Regions from separate parts of the Mus musculus genome. Here all the other regions are linked to region 1. The links are chromatin contacts, called in public Hi-C and promoter capture Hi-C maps. All regions are on one chromosome and are shown on one strand. Each heading gives the region's core, a stretch centred on a gene start, on an enhancer-like site or on the middle of the called end of the contact. The rest is flanking DNA. Distances are from core to core; before and after follow the strand shown.

Region 1 (2,896 bases), core at 173-2,672:
CTTACAGATGGTTGTGAGCCACCATGTGGTTGCCGGGACTTGAACTAAGGACCTTTGGAAGAGCAGTCGGGTGCTCTTACCTGCTGAGCCATCTCACCAGCCCCTTCAAATATAGTCTTAATGACTTCAGTTTTCTTTTTCTTTTTTATTTCATTTTTAGTTTTTGAGACTGGGTTGTCCTGGAACTCACTCTGTAGACCAAGCTGGCCTTAAACGCAGAGATTCATCTGCCTCTGCCAACCAAATGCTGGGATTAAAGGTTATGCACTACCAACGCCAGGCTCATCTTCAACTTCCTAAACTGCACACAAACACGGATATAAGGTGCCTTGCCCAATGCCATACCAGCAAGAGCAACAGGGCATCCCGTGTCCTTCAGAAGACAGCCTCCAGACTCTTTCATGTGTTTTGAAGTCATTATTATTCGTATTTCAGAAAACACGGTCCTTGTACAAGTGTTGTACACTTCTCACATCTCAGCTTGCAAGGAGGCCAATTGAATCAGAATTAGGGTATTCACAAGGTCACTGCACCTAGCTACAAGTGGGCAAAGGAAAAGGTTCTTCTTTATCTCAGGCCACGCCCCGGCTGGTAGGCTCCACCCACCTACTCGGCCTGAGCTTGAAATCCAAAAGAGGAACCAATCCTATCCCTCTCACGGTCCAAAGCGCCTGGTTCTTTACTGTGCTTGCATCGAAGCTGGAGCAGAATCCCGGAGTTCTCTGGGCCGCAGCCCGTGGAGGGCAGTCCGTTTGTTGGTGAAGGGGTGCCACTGGCCCTGGATGCTCGGGTTGTCCGTGTGGAAGGGCTTGCGGATGCGGATCACATCCAAGCCGGACTGGTCTGCCAGCTTCTGCACCAACGACTTGATCTCCTCCACCGACTTGCTGTTGACGTTTTCCTCGCGCACAGCCCCATTAACTGGGAGAGGGACGTGGAGGGGATGAGTGGAAGGCGCCAGGTCGGAAATCAGACAAACAGAACGCAGCGGGCAAGCCGGGATCCCGCGCCGCCCACCCCCGCCCTAGCTCGGCCCCACTCACGGTATTCGGCCACTATTCGTGGCATGGCGCACGGGCGCGGGTTCACGTATACTACGACTCCTGGGTTCCGTCGGGCGAAGTCGGTCACCTCGCGTTCCACGAACTCCCTGCGAGACCCGGCGAAGGTGAGTACGGTGGCCCGAACCCAGCCCCATAGCTCCCCGCCTCCCTTTCCGGCGCTCCCGCTTCCGCGTGCCTCACCTGGCGCCGCGGGACGAGGGCGCATCCCGGCTGAGGCTGAGGCTGAGGCGCTGCAGCTGCTGCACGTAACGCCCTAGCCCATTATGGAGGACGCTGGTCAGAAAGCGGCTCGAAGTCCCGCGACCGGTCATGGCTACGGTTAGAGAGCCAGGACGCGGAGCCGGGGGGCGGGACTAACCGGTGACTTCCGGTTCCGGGGTTGTGGCATGGGCGCCCTGGAGAGTTTTGCTTCCGGAGTCACCGCGAGTAGCGCGTGCGAGCGGGCGACCCACGTTGCGGACAGAACACTAGAAAGGAGAGTGGTGACGCGAAGCTGGGGGCGGGAGCGTGGAGCTTTGAAGTGGAGGGCAGAGCAAGGGAGCCAGTGAGGAAGCCGGGCCGGAGCGCGTGACCTCCAGCAGTGTGGAGAGTGCCTGTGAGCGCTGGGGGCTCGGAGCGCCTGGAGTTGGGGTTCAGACGGGATGCAGAAAGCGGTAGAGATGAGGTTAGCCAGGAGAGTCCGTAGAGGGGTAGTAGACGTGAAGAGATGATACAGAGAAGCCGTTTAGATCGAGGGACCGTAGAAGGATCTAGAAGTGAGCTGGTGGAGAGAAATCCGTAAAGGACCTAGAGATAGGAGAATCCTCAGAGAGAGGCGTAGACGCGAAAGGGCAGTGTAGGTGTGTAGGGATGAAGTAGCAATACACAGGCAACCGAGGGGAGTAAGAACTGTGTTCGTGAAGAAGTTTGAGGAGGGATAAAGAGAAAAGCCAGTAGGAGTGATTTCTGCGAGTGCCTTGTAGAAGGTTTCCTAGGGTCTGGTTTAGTGAAGGCACTGAACCAGACAACAAAAGCTTTTGCAGTAGTGGCGTCCCACTCCATTAGGAATGTGGCTTCTTCTCCGACGTGCATATCCCCTCCGGATCTTGCTGCCACTGCGTGGCGAGTGGGTGGGTAGGAGGGGCCTGCCCAGAAGCTTGGCGCCAGGCCCTCCCCGCAGAAGGTACAGAAAAGAAGCGCTCCCAGCCTTAGAGATGCCAGTGTCGCCGGTGACTACGACTGAAATCCGCCAGTATTTACGTGCACATGGGATCCCCTTCCAGGATGGCCACAGCTGCCTTCGAGCACCAAGTCCCTTTGTGGTGTCCTCAGACATCAAAAATGAGAAAAAGGACGCTCCCACTTCCTTCTGCCTCTTCATTGACAAGACCACAGGACACTTTCTTTGCATGACCAGCCTAGCAGAAGGGAGCTGGGAAGACTTGCAGGCCAGTGTGGAGGGACGAGGGGATGGGGCCAAAGAGGGTGTCCTACTTAGGGAAGGCCCAGAAGCTGAGGTTAGGGAGGAGGTCTTGAGGATCTGGAACCGAGCCATACCTCTTTGGGAGCTTCCAGACCCTGAGGAAGCCCAGCTAGCTCGTGTGATGTTTGGCCTTACCAAGGTGACAGATGACACACTCAGGCGATTCAGTGTCCGCTATCTTCGATCTGCTCGAAGTCTGGTCTTCCCTTGGTTCACCCCTGGGAGCTCAGGATTACGTGGCCTGAAGCTACTAGGGGCTGAGGGTCAGGAAAATGGAGTACAGTATGTAGAGACCACCATCCCCCGGCCTGGTGTCTATCACAACCTATTTGGATTACCACTGATCAGCCGGAGAGATACTGAGGTGGTT
Region 2 (2,700 bases), core at 74-2,573, 1.4 Mb after region 1:
CACAAAGAAAAGGACCTAGTGGCATGTCCAGGTCCCAGAGGGCCGGAACATCACAGTGACTCTGAAAAGGTCAGCCTAGGTCAGAGGGAACTGGTAGTTTGCCTCAGGGGAGGGACCCAGAAAGTAGGAAGATTCTAACCAGTGTGGGAGGGACCAAACCTTTGAGTGAAACTCAGAAATTAAGACAAATGTCCCTCCTCATAAAAGCAATACTTAAGTTCTTTCTATTTGTCTTTATCGATGCATGTGTGGAGCGGTGCTTAGCAAAGGATTGCCATTTAGATAAGGCGATGAAGTTGTGGGGCACCATTGCTGTATGACCTTGGTCACCTCCACCTTCCGTGTTCGTACTGTGAAAAGAGGGGCAAACTTCCTCCTTAACCATTCACTTTTTGGGAGGCTTCGACTTGCATGTTGGTGCAAAGCGTCCTGGAAACGCTAGCGCACCTGACAACCACTGTGTCTGATAATCCCCCTGCCTCTCACCTGGGCACTGCAAACATCAAAGCATCTCGCCTGCTTTGTCACCCCCCTTTCTTCTTTACCTTGACTAACTATAATTTATAATCACAAAAATAACTGAAATCCCATGGCCATTTCTGGTACCGGTTTGTCCGGCCCCACCCAGATACAGTTCACTAAATTGCCCCTCCAGCTCACACCCAAGGAAACTGTCCTTTTTCACCGGTGGACCAGCCATCGCCTTCCGCACCCTGAGTTGCCGAGCCAATCCCTACAGCTCTACTGCACGGCACCGCCCCTTACAGAAGGGAAACACTATGGCGACCGGAAGAGCGACAAGCGCCGGAGCCAATGACTGCGGAGTGCTGTTCTAATCCGGCAAGGCCCAAAGGCGGGACCAATAGGCTAAGATAGACAGCAAGAGTAGCCAATTGAGTGATGGAAAACCAGAGCGAAGGCGGGTGTCGGGCTCTAAGAGAACGGTTAAGGCCCCCTGAGCCAAGGGTCCACGGACCCTTCCCGGGCTACAGCTCTTTCCTTTGTCTACCCTCAAATTCTCCATTACACGGATGTTGGCTGGCCGCCCTGCCTTCAAACTATGGATGTGAGGAGGACGCGGGCGGCGGCAGCTGAACCCGCCTGACAGGCCGAGCCAGTGACAAAGAGCTGGCGGCCTAGGCTGAAACCGCGGAAACAATCCTTCCTGGAGGAGAACACAGTCCCTTTAAAGATAGGAAAGATGCTACTCACGTTGTCGATCACAACAGGCTGGTTGGCGATCACATCGTAGGACTCCATGGCAGAGGAATCTTTCCCTCCGAGGAAGGAACTGCCAGCCCGGTCCGCAGCAAACGCCACTGACACGCATGCGCAGTCTAGTCGCCGGTACTGGGCATCCAGGGAGCCGCCCGACCTCGCCTCGGAGGAACTACAATCCCCAGCATTCTTTGCCCCAGGGCTTGCGCTCCAAACCGGGTCCCAGCCCGATCGGATTTAGGAGATTGGACAGTGTATTTCCTACACATGGTGGGGTCTGTAGTGTTTGTAGATTAAAGAGCCACAGTGTTGATGATTATCTTGCATGACTGGATTTGAGATCCCTTCGAAGGGGTTTCCAGTACACTCTTAAATTTTGGAGTCTGAAGTACTTGTGAGTAGTTGGGTTTGGATTTGTCAGTACTTCAGGGGCGGTTGAATTTTACAGAGTAGTTCTATCTCTCAGCCATTCCTTCACTTGGGCAATACAAACCATTAATAAACATCTGTCGCTCAGTGGTAGAATGCTTGCCCAACACATATCCCAGCAGCACCGGGAGTGGTGCTGGAAGCCTTTAATCCCACCTCTTTCGAGGCTAGTCTGGTTTACAGAGTTCCAGGACAGCGAGGGGCTATAGAGAAAAACCCTGTCCCGAAAAACAAAAAAATGAAACAAAAAGCAAAACAAGACAAAACCCATGAAGCAAAAGCCAATGGAGGTTATAAAAAAATACCTGTACGTTGGATGCCACAAAACCACGGGCCTAAAATATCATCTAAAGGTTTAGAAATTGTTTTATTATTTTTCTTGACCTTGATGGATGACAACATCCAGGCGAAGAGAAAGAATAGGTAAATTTTTTTTAAAACAGCCAGGCATTTTCCCCAGGCACATTTCGAGTTACCCTTTTTGTCAATAGTTCCAAGAAATATTAGAGTTGTAACATTAATAATAATGACATACTGTCTAATGAATTAGTTGTCAAGCTTATCTTAAAATTGTGTATTAGTAAAACAATATTAAGCGCTTCTTAGTAGTTGTGTAGAGCTTTCATAGGACCCTGGCGCCTCAAGGTACCAAGTCTCTGTTCTAAACTGGGTTCCTCCTAACACTAGGGGGAGGCCAAGATCCTTGGGACGCTCCCAACCCAGGGGCAGGGAGGCGGAGTCTATTGTCAAGTCACGCCTTCCCCACTTGTGACTGGCAAAGACACTAGCCAATAGGTGTCAGGAAAGGGCACGCTGACGCCCCGCCCCTTGGAGCTCCCCGCGGTCCCACAGCATCCTCTGGCCGACGTCTTGAAGGCTCCGGCTTGGGCGGACGGAGCCTCGTGCGCAGGCGCGGAGTTAGACCTCGCCGTAGCCCCCATCGCCTCGGGGAGTCTCATCCACAGTGGGTCCGCTGGCCCATAGGGGCGCTTTCCCTCCTCTACCCTCCCGGGTTCTCCGCGCGCCCTACGCGCCCCAATGGCGGAGCTGCGG
Region 3 (2,700 bases), core at 145-2,644, 1.1 Mb after region 1:
CTCCCTCTCTCAGACATCTGCAATTTTTGCCTCTCAACTCTGGGTTTAAAATCATTAGCCTCCGGGTGTGGTGGCTCATGCCTTTAATCCCAGCTTTCGGGTGGCAGAGGCAGGCGGATTTCTGAGTTCAAGGCCAGCCTGGTCTACAAAGTGAGCTCCAGGACAGCCAGGGCTACAGAGAAATCCTGTCTCGGAAAAACAAAACAAAACAACAACAAAAAAATCATTTGCCACCATACCTATGAGAATAAAAGTTTTCTCAACTGGGGTTAGTGTCTATTAAGTGTCATTAAAGCTCACCAGTTTGGTTTTGATCACCATCTTGGTTTGTGAATTTTTTTTTTTTTTCTTTTTTTCCGAGACAGGGTTTCTCCGTGTAGCCCTGGCTGTCCTGGAAGTCACTTTGTAGACCAGGCTGGCCTCGAACTCAGAAATCCGCCTGCCTCTGCCTCCCGAGTGCTGCGATTAAAGGTGTACGCCACCACCGCCCGGTGGTGTGTGTATTTTAAAAAAAACGATTTTGAGGCCGGGCGTGGTGGCGCAAGCCTTTAATCCCAGCACTCGGGAGGCAGACGGATTTCTAAGTTCGAGGCCAGCCTGGTCTACAAAGTTAGTTCCAGGACAGCCAGGGCTATACGGAGAAACCTTTCTGTCTTGGAAAAAAAAAAAACAAGCCAAAACAAACAAACAAACGATTGTGTATGCATAGAAGCACCTCTGGGAAATAGGATAACGGGTCCTTTTAGAAGGAGCGCCTGTTTTGAGGAAAGTAAAAGAAAGGTATTCACCGGAAGTGCATCTTTATTGCTTCCTGACCTGGACAGTAGCTGATACTGAAGTTTTCCGAATTCACTGTGACTTCTTTCTTTAGGAAGAAAGGATTTTTCTTGATCTTTTCCCTGGGATGGTCCCGTGTTCCTGTTCTCCGAATTGTAGATGGGAAGGATAACTGTCTTGTAACCTAGCTATGACTGACAGACAATGTGGGGTACCAACACCTTGTCACCACAACTTTTAGGATCCTCTGATTTGAGTCTGGGTCTGGGTGGTATCCTGAAGGACTTCACTGGGTGTGAAGGGAGGGAGGAAGCCATTGTCCGTGGGAGTTTGAGCAGTAGGTGACACCTCTAGAAGGGTTGAAAGAGCCTCGAGTTCTCCAGTGCACCCATTATTGTTAGTCCATTCAGTACTGTGAGGTCTCAGTAGCAGCCAGGGCTTGGAAATCTACAGTAGGAAGAAGCCCATTCAGCAAAGGTAATGCGCGGGAATTTGCAAGTTTTCCCGCCTCGGACAGGAGCGTGGCATCTGACGTAGAAGCTCCGCCTCCTTAGTGGGCGGCTCGTGGGCTCCGCCCCCTGCAGGATGATGACGCGTGTGGGACCGGAAGCAACTTCTAGATTTAGTCTGGGTCTCTCCTCCCGGGTGGAGGGTACGCGACCTCGTGTGCGCCACTCTTTTCCGCTGCGCGCCGCGCGCGACTTGATGACGACACTGGACCCGCCCTCGACCCGGGCTGTGCTTTGGTGTTCTTAAGTCGTGCCGCGTGCGCAACGGTAGTGACGCGTTTTACCCGGAGCATGGCGGATACCGGCTTGCGCCGCGTGGTTCCCAGCGACCTTTATCCCCTTGTGCTCAGATTTCTGCGGGATAGCCAACTCTCGGAGGTGGCCAGTAAATTTGCAAAAGCGACCGGCGCTGTGAGTCCTTGGTTTGGTCTGCGGGCCGGGGTGGGACGACTCTCCGAGCTAATCTAGGCCTTGTCGGCTTTAGAAGTTAAGGAGGCGAGGGCTGGGGTCTGTCAGTCCGTTGTCTGCCCAGCTTCTCTGCGGACCTTCCTCAGGCTGGAGGTCTCGGTGTCTCCTTCCACCATGTCTGACTAGCTAGCTCCGAGTATTACGGCTTTTACTTGGTGTGAGTTTTTGCAGCGGTGACAGGCATGGGTCCCTCGTGACCCAGGACATGTGGCGCTAGATCCCTCCGGGAGCATTGGGTTGGCGGTGCGTGGTTCTTCTGTACTTTTTGTTGGACTTACCCTTAATTGCAGTTTTACCTGAGACTCAAAGATTTTAGTAATGAAGGCTTGGATTCTATTTATACACTTGTTTGTTTTTACAAAAGAAGATGAGTGAGTGCAGGGATAAATTGCGAAGTAATGATAGCTAGGACTTCATATTGTATTTACTTATTTTTTTAAAAAGAAAAAAATGAATGAGTGTGGTGATAGGTTGCTTTCAGTATACTCTAGGAGTAGTGAGCGTCCGCCTGTGTTAAGTTGGCACTGAGCTTGGAGCTCCAGGTAGTGATGTTAGGCCAGGCTCTGCGGCTTTCTGCATGTATGATCCCAGCAGCCTTTTGTTTGAGACAAAGTTCATGTAGTCCTTGTGTAGTGGAGGATGGATATGAACTTCTGTACCTCTTGTCACAGCCTCTTCATGCTAAGTGCCTTACTGCCCTGCAGCACACTTTGTATACCATACTGGCCTTGAACTCAGCTCAGTCTCTGTCTACCAAGTGCTGGGATTAAAGGTGTATATCACCATGCTCAGCCCAATTTACAGCTTTTGAGTGAATGAGACTCACTGAGAGAAAAATGCACAAAGTAGTAACTCCATTGTAGGCACACAGGAACATGGGGTGAGTGACAGCTGTTATGTAAGAGCAAAATGTTTACTCTGCACCTTAAGAAAAGCTGTAGCGGGC
Region 4 (2,700 bases), core at 89-2,588, 1.5 Mb after region 1:
TGCCCAGTGTGCCCCGTCAGTGGGTCCCGCGGGCCGAGGCTCTCCCCCACCCGTGCTGCTCCAGGCAGAGGCGAGAGAGGCCCTTCCTCGCTGCGCTGGTGGCGGGGACCGGCGGGCCGCACCCCCAACCCCAGCGTGAGCCCCTAGTGTCCCTTCTTAGAGGGAAGAAAGCGGAGAGACCTGAGACAGAAAAAAAGCAGCTTCTAACTGCCCGGCCCGCTGATCATTTTTATTATCGAGATTATTATTAAAAGGGGGCGGGACCCCAGGATGCGGAGAAGGGGGCCAGAGACGCAGCTATTTCTATTAAACAGATTATTCTTGAAATAATACACGCAAGATGGCTGAAGGTGGCTGTGATGAGTGTTCGGGCTGGGGGGTGGTTTCTTCCTCTCCCCCCTTTTTTTTTCTTTTTTCTTTCTTTTTTTTTTCTTTTTTTTTTTTTTTTTTTTTGATCTAAGGATAAAGCTCTGAAGCGACAGCCGCAGCGGAGACCCTGCCCGGAGTGCCCGCCCTCCCCTCACTTGAGAAGCTGCGGGAGGACAAACGGACCCACGGACAGAGCGACGGGCGCGGGCCCGCCCCGGACGCGTCTCCCGGGCAGCGCTGGGGGCAGCAGGCGCTCGTCGTTCTGCCGACTTCTTCCAATTTTAATCTTTTTAAAAGATTTTTTTTTTTTTTTTGGAAAGGATCGGGATGGGTGGAGCAGAGGTAGAGAGAAATCAAGACTTGGCATTTTTCTCCTTCTCTCTCTCCTAATTTGTTGGAGACCACCAGCCCTCCCCTTGGAGGAAAAAAAAAATCCCACCAAAGGGAGGGTGGAAAAGCGAGCTACAGGACCCTCAAGCGCGCGCCCGGACCCCCAGTCCCCACCGCGGCCGCTGGGAGCTCAAGATGGCTGGGCGCTGAGGACGCACCCGGCCCGGCTGGCTCGGCCTGGCCCCGCCGCCGCCGCCGCAGGCTGGCTCCGACCGCAGCCCGGAGCCTTCCAGGCCGGAGCAGAGGCCGAGAAGAAAAGAAAGTGGGGGGGAGGGGTGGGGTGGGGGGGCGAAGGGGGAGGGCCGGGCGGGGGGAGGGGAGGGCCGGGAGCCGAGCCTCCTGTTCATTAGCAGTTGAGAAAAATTCCTTTCTAGTTTGATCAATCCTTGTTTTCCTCAGCGCAGGCGAGGCGCCCGCCCAGTGCGGGGACAGGGAGTGGGGTCTCTCCGCGGCGGGGGCGCCCTGCGCGGGGCCTCCAGGGAGCGCAGAAGTAGCGACGAGGGGGTCAGGCCGGAGCACCTCCCGGGCTTCTCCCTCCCTCCCTCCCTCCCTCCCTCCCTCCCTCCCTCTCTGGTTGCCTTTTTTTTTTTTTTTTTTTTTCCACTTCTCTCCCTCCCCCTTCCGTTTCTATTTGTGAAGGGAGGAGGAAGGCAGAGGCGGGCTGGTGTCTCTGGCCGGGGACTGGAATTTCATCTGAATGACTGCCCCAGCGCGCACGCAGCGCCCCGGAGTCGGCCCGCCCGCGCCCTGCCACCCGCAGCCGGCCGGCCAGCTGGGGGACGCCTGCGCCACGGCCCGGGGACCGCTGGCGCGCCTTGCTCGCCGGCTCCGGCTCTAGCCAGCCTCGGCGCGGCCGAACTAGCTTCCCGTGCCCCCTCGGACCTCGGCCGGGATCCAGGCGAGGAAGGCGCGGCTCGCACCAGCCAGAAGGTAGCCACTGTCGCCGCCAAAGGAAGAGTGCGGCTCCCCCGCTCGGTGCGCCGCGGGGCGCGCCCCGATGTCAGCCGCGGGGCCGAGCGCAGGCCGTGGGCCGCCGCTGCCCTAGCCGCGCTGCCCCGGAGGCGGCCTGTTATATGGAATTTGGACCACAGCGCTCTCCTCCAGGGCTGGTGCCCGGGCCGCGGCCCTGGCGCAGCCCGCCGCCTCCCGCTAGCCACTCGCCAGGAGGAGGAGACGCAGCCGGCGGCGCGCGCGGCGCGAGGACCCAGGCTCCCTCCTCTGGGGGGCGGGCACGCGGAAGGCGCTGGTGACTGAGCGACTGGCGCGGCCGGCGGGGACCGGAGCTCCGGGCTCGGTGGGTCCCCAGCTGTACCAGACGGATCCCCAGGGTTGGGGACTTAGAGAGGTCTACCCGGGCCCCCTGCCCGCAGCCGCCATGGCGGAGAATTGGAAGAACTGCTTTGAGGAGGAGCTCATCTGCCCCATCTGCCTGCACGTTTTCGTGGAACCGGTGCAGCTGCCATGCAAACATAACTTCTGCCGGGGCTGCATCGGCGAGGCTTGGGCCAAGGACAGTGGCCTTGTGCGCTGCCCGGAGTGCAACCAGGCCTACAATCAGAAGCCGGGCCTGGAGAAGAACCTGAAGCTCACCAACATCGTGGAGAAGTTCAACGCCCTGCACGTGGAGAAGCCGCCGACGGCACTGCACTGCGTGTTCTGTCGCCGCGGCCCCCCGCTGCCGGCACAGAAGGTCTGCCTGCGCTGCGAGGCTCCCTGCTGCCAGTCTCACGTGCAGACGCACCTGCAGCAGCCCTCCACCGCCCGCGGGCACCTCCTGGTGGAGGCGGACGACGTGCGGGCCTGGAGCTGCCCGCAGCACAACGCCTACCGCCTGTACCACTGCGAGGCCGAGCAGGTGGCTGTGTGCCAGTACTGCTGCTACTACAGCGGCGCGCATCAGGGACACTCGGTGTGTGACGTGGAGATACGGAGGAATGAGAT

The links. Promoter capture Hi-C pulls out the DNA fragments that hold promoters and counts their contacts. Hi-C and Micro-C count contacts between places; a contact is called where the count stands out from the background.
Region 2: a promoter capture Hi-C map of pre-B cells shows a contact between it and region 1, with 2.6 times the contacts expected there. The contact joins the promoter of Actr1a here to the promoter of Mrpl43 in region 1. A contact is called at or near these places in 1 of 39 promoter capture datasets (pre-B cells) and 2 of 115 datasets of contacts at active chromatin or transcription factors (differentiating embryonic stem cells and pancreatic cancer cells).
Region 3: a promoter capture Hi-C map of liver shows a contact between it and region 1, with 2.9 times the contacts expected there. The contact joins the promoter of Nolc1 here to the promoter of Mrpl43 in region 1. A contact is called at or near these places in 5 of 39 promoter capture datasets (the 3T3-L1 cell line, embryonic stem cells, liver and 1 more), 1 of 115 datasets of contacts at active chromatin or transcription factors (astrocytes) and 1 of 9 other capture datasets (liver).
Region 4: a Hi-C map of B cells shows a contact between it and region 1, with 6 read pairs. The contact joins the promoter of Trim8 here to the promoter of Mrpl43 in region 1. A contact is called at or near these places in 2 of 484 Hi-C or Micro-C datasets (B cells and myocytes) and 1 of 9 other capture datasets (adipose tissue).

Annotation. Positions count from the first base shown.
Region 1 is chr19:45,005,020-45,007,915 of GRCm38.p6, forward strand. Mrpl43 (mitochondrial ribosomal protein L43) reads right to left here and starts at 1,423. Exons shown (of 3, transcript NM_053164.3): 1 at 1,245-1,423; 2 at 1,044-1,150; 3 at 1-921. The coding sequence starts at 1,375. The coding sequence ends at 680. Twnk (twinkle mtDNA helicase) reads left to right here and starts at 1,539. Exons shown (of 5, transcript NM_153796.4): 1 at 1,539-2,896. The coding sequence starts at 2,111.
Region 2 is chr19:46,394,418-46,397,117 of GRCm38.p6, forward strand. It overlaps Actr1a (ARP1 actin-related protein 1A, centractin alpha), which reads right to left and starts at 1,324. Exons shown (of 11, transcript NM_016860.2): 1 at 1,213-1,324. The coding sequence starts at 1,260. Sufu (SUFU negative regulator of hedgehog signaling) reads left to right here and starts at 2,479. Exons shown (of 12, transcript NM_001025391.2): 1 at 2,479-2,700. The coding sequence starts at 2,686.
Region 3 is chr19:46,074,453-46,077,152 of GRCm38.p6, forward strand. Nolc1 (nucleolar and coiled-body phosphoprotein 1) reads left to right here and starts at 1,395. Exons shown (of 13, transcript NM_001039353.2): 1 at 1,395-1,697. The coding sequence starts at 1,578. RefSeq lists an enhancer at 1,304-1,375 and cis regulatory regions at 1,317-1,323, 1,346-1,352.
Region 4 is chr19:46,500,310-46,503,009 of GRCm38.p6, forward strand. It overlaps Trim8 (tripartite motif-containing 8), which reads left to right and starts at 1,339. Exons shown (of 6, transcript NM_053100.2): 1 at 1,339-2,700. The coding sequence starts at 2,135.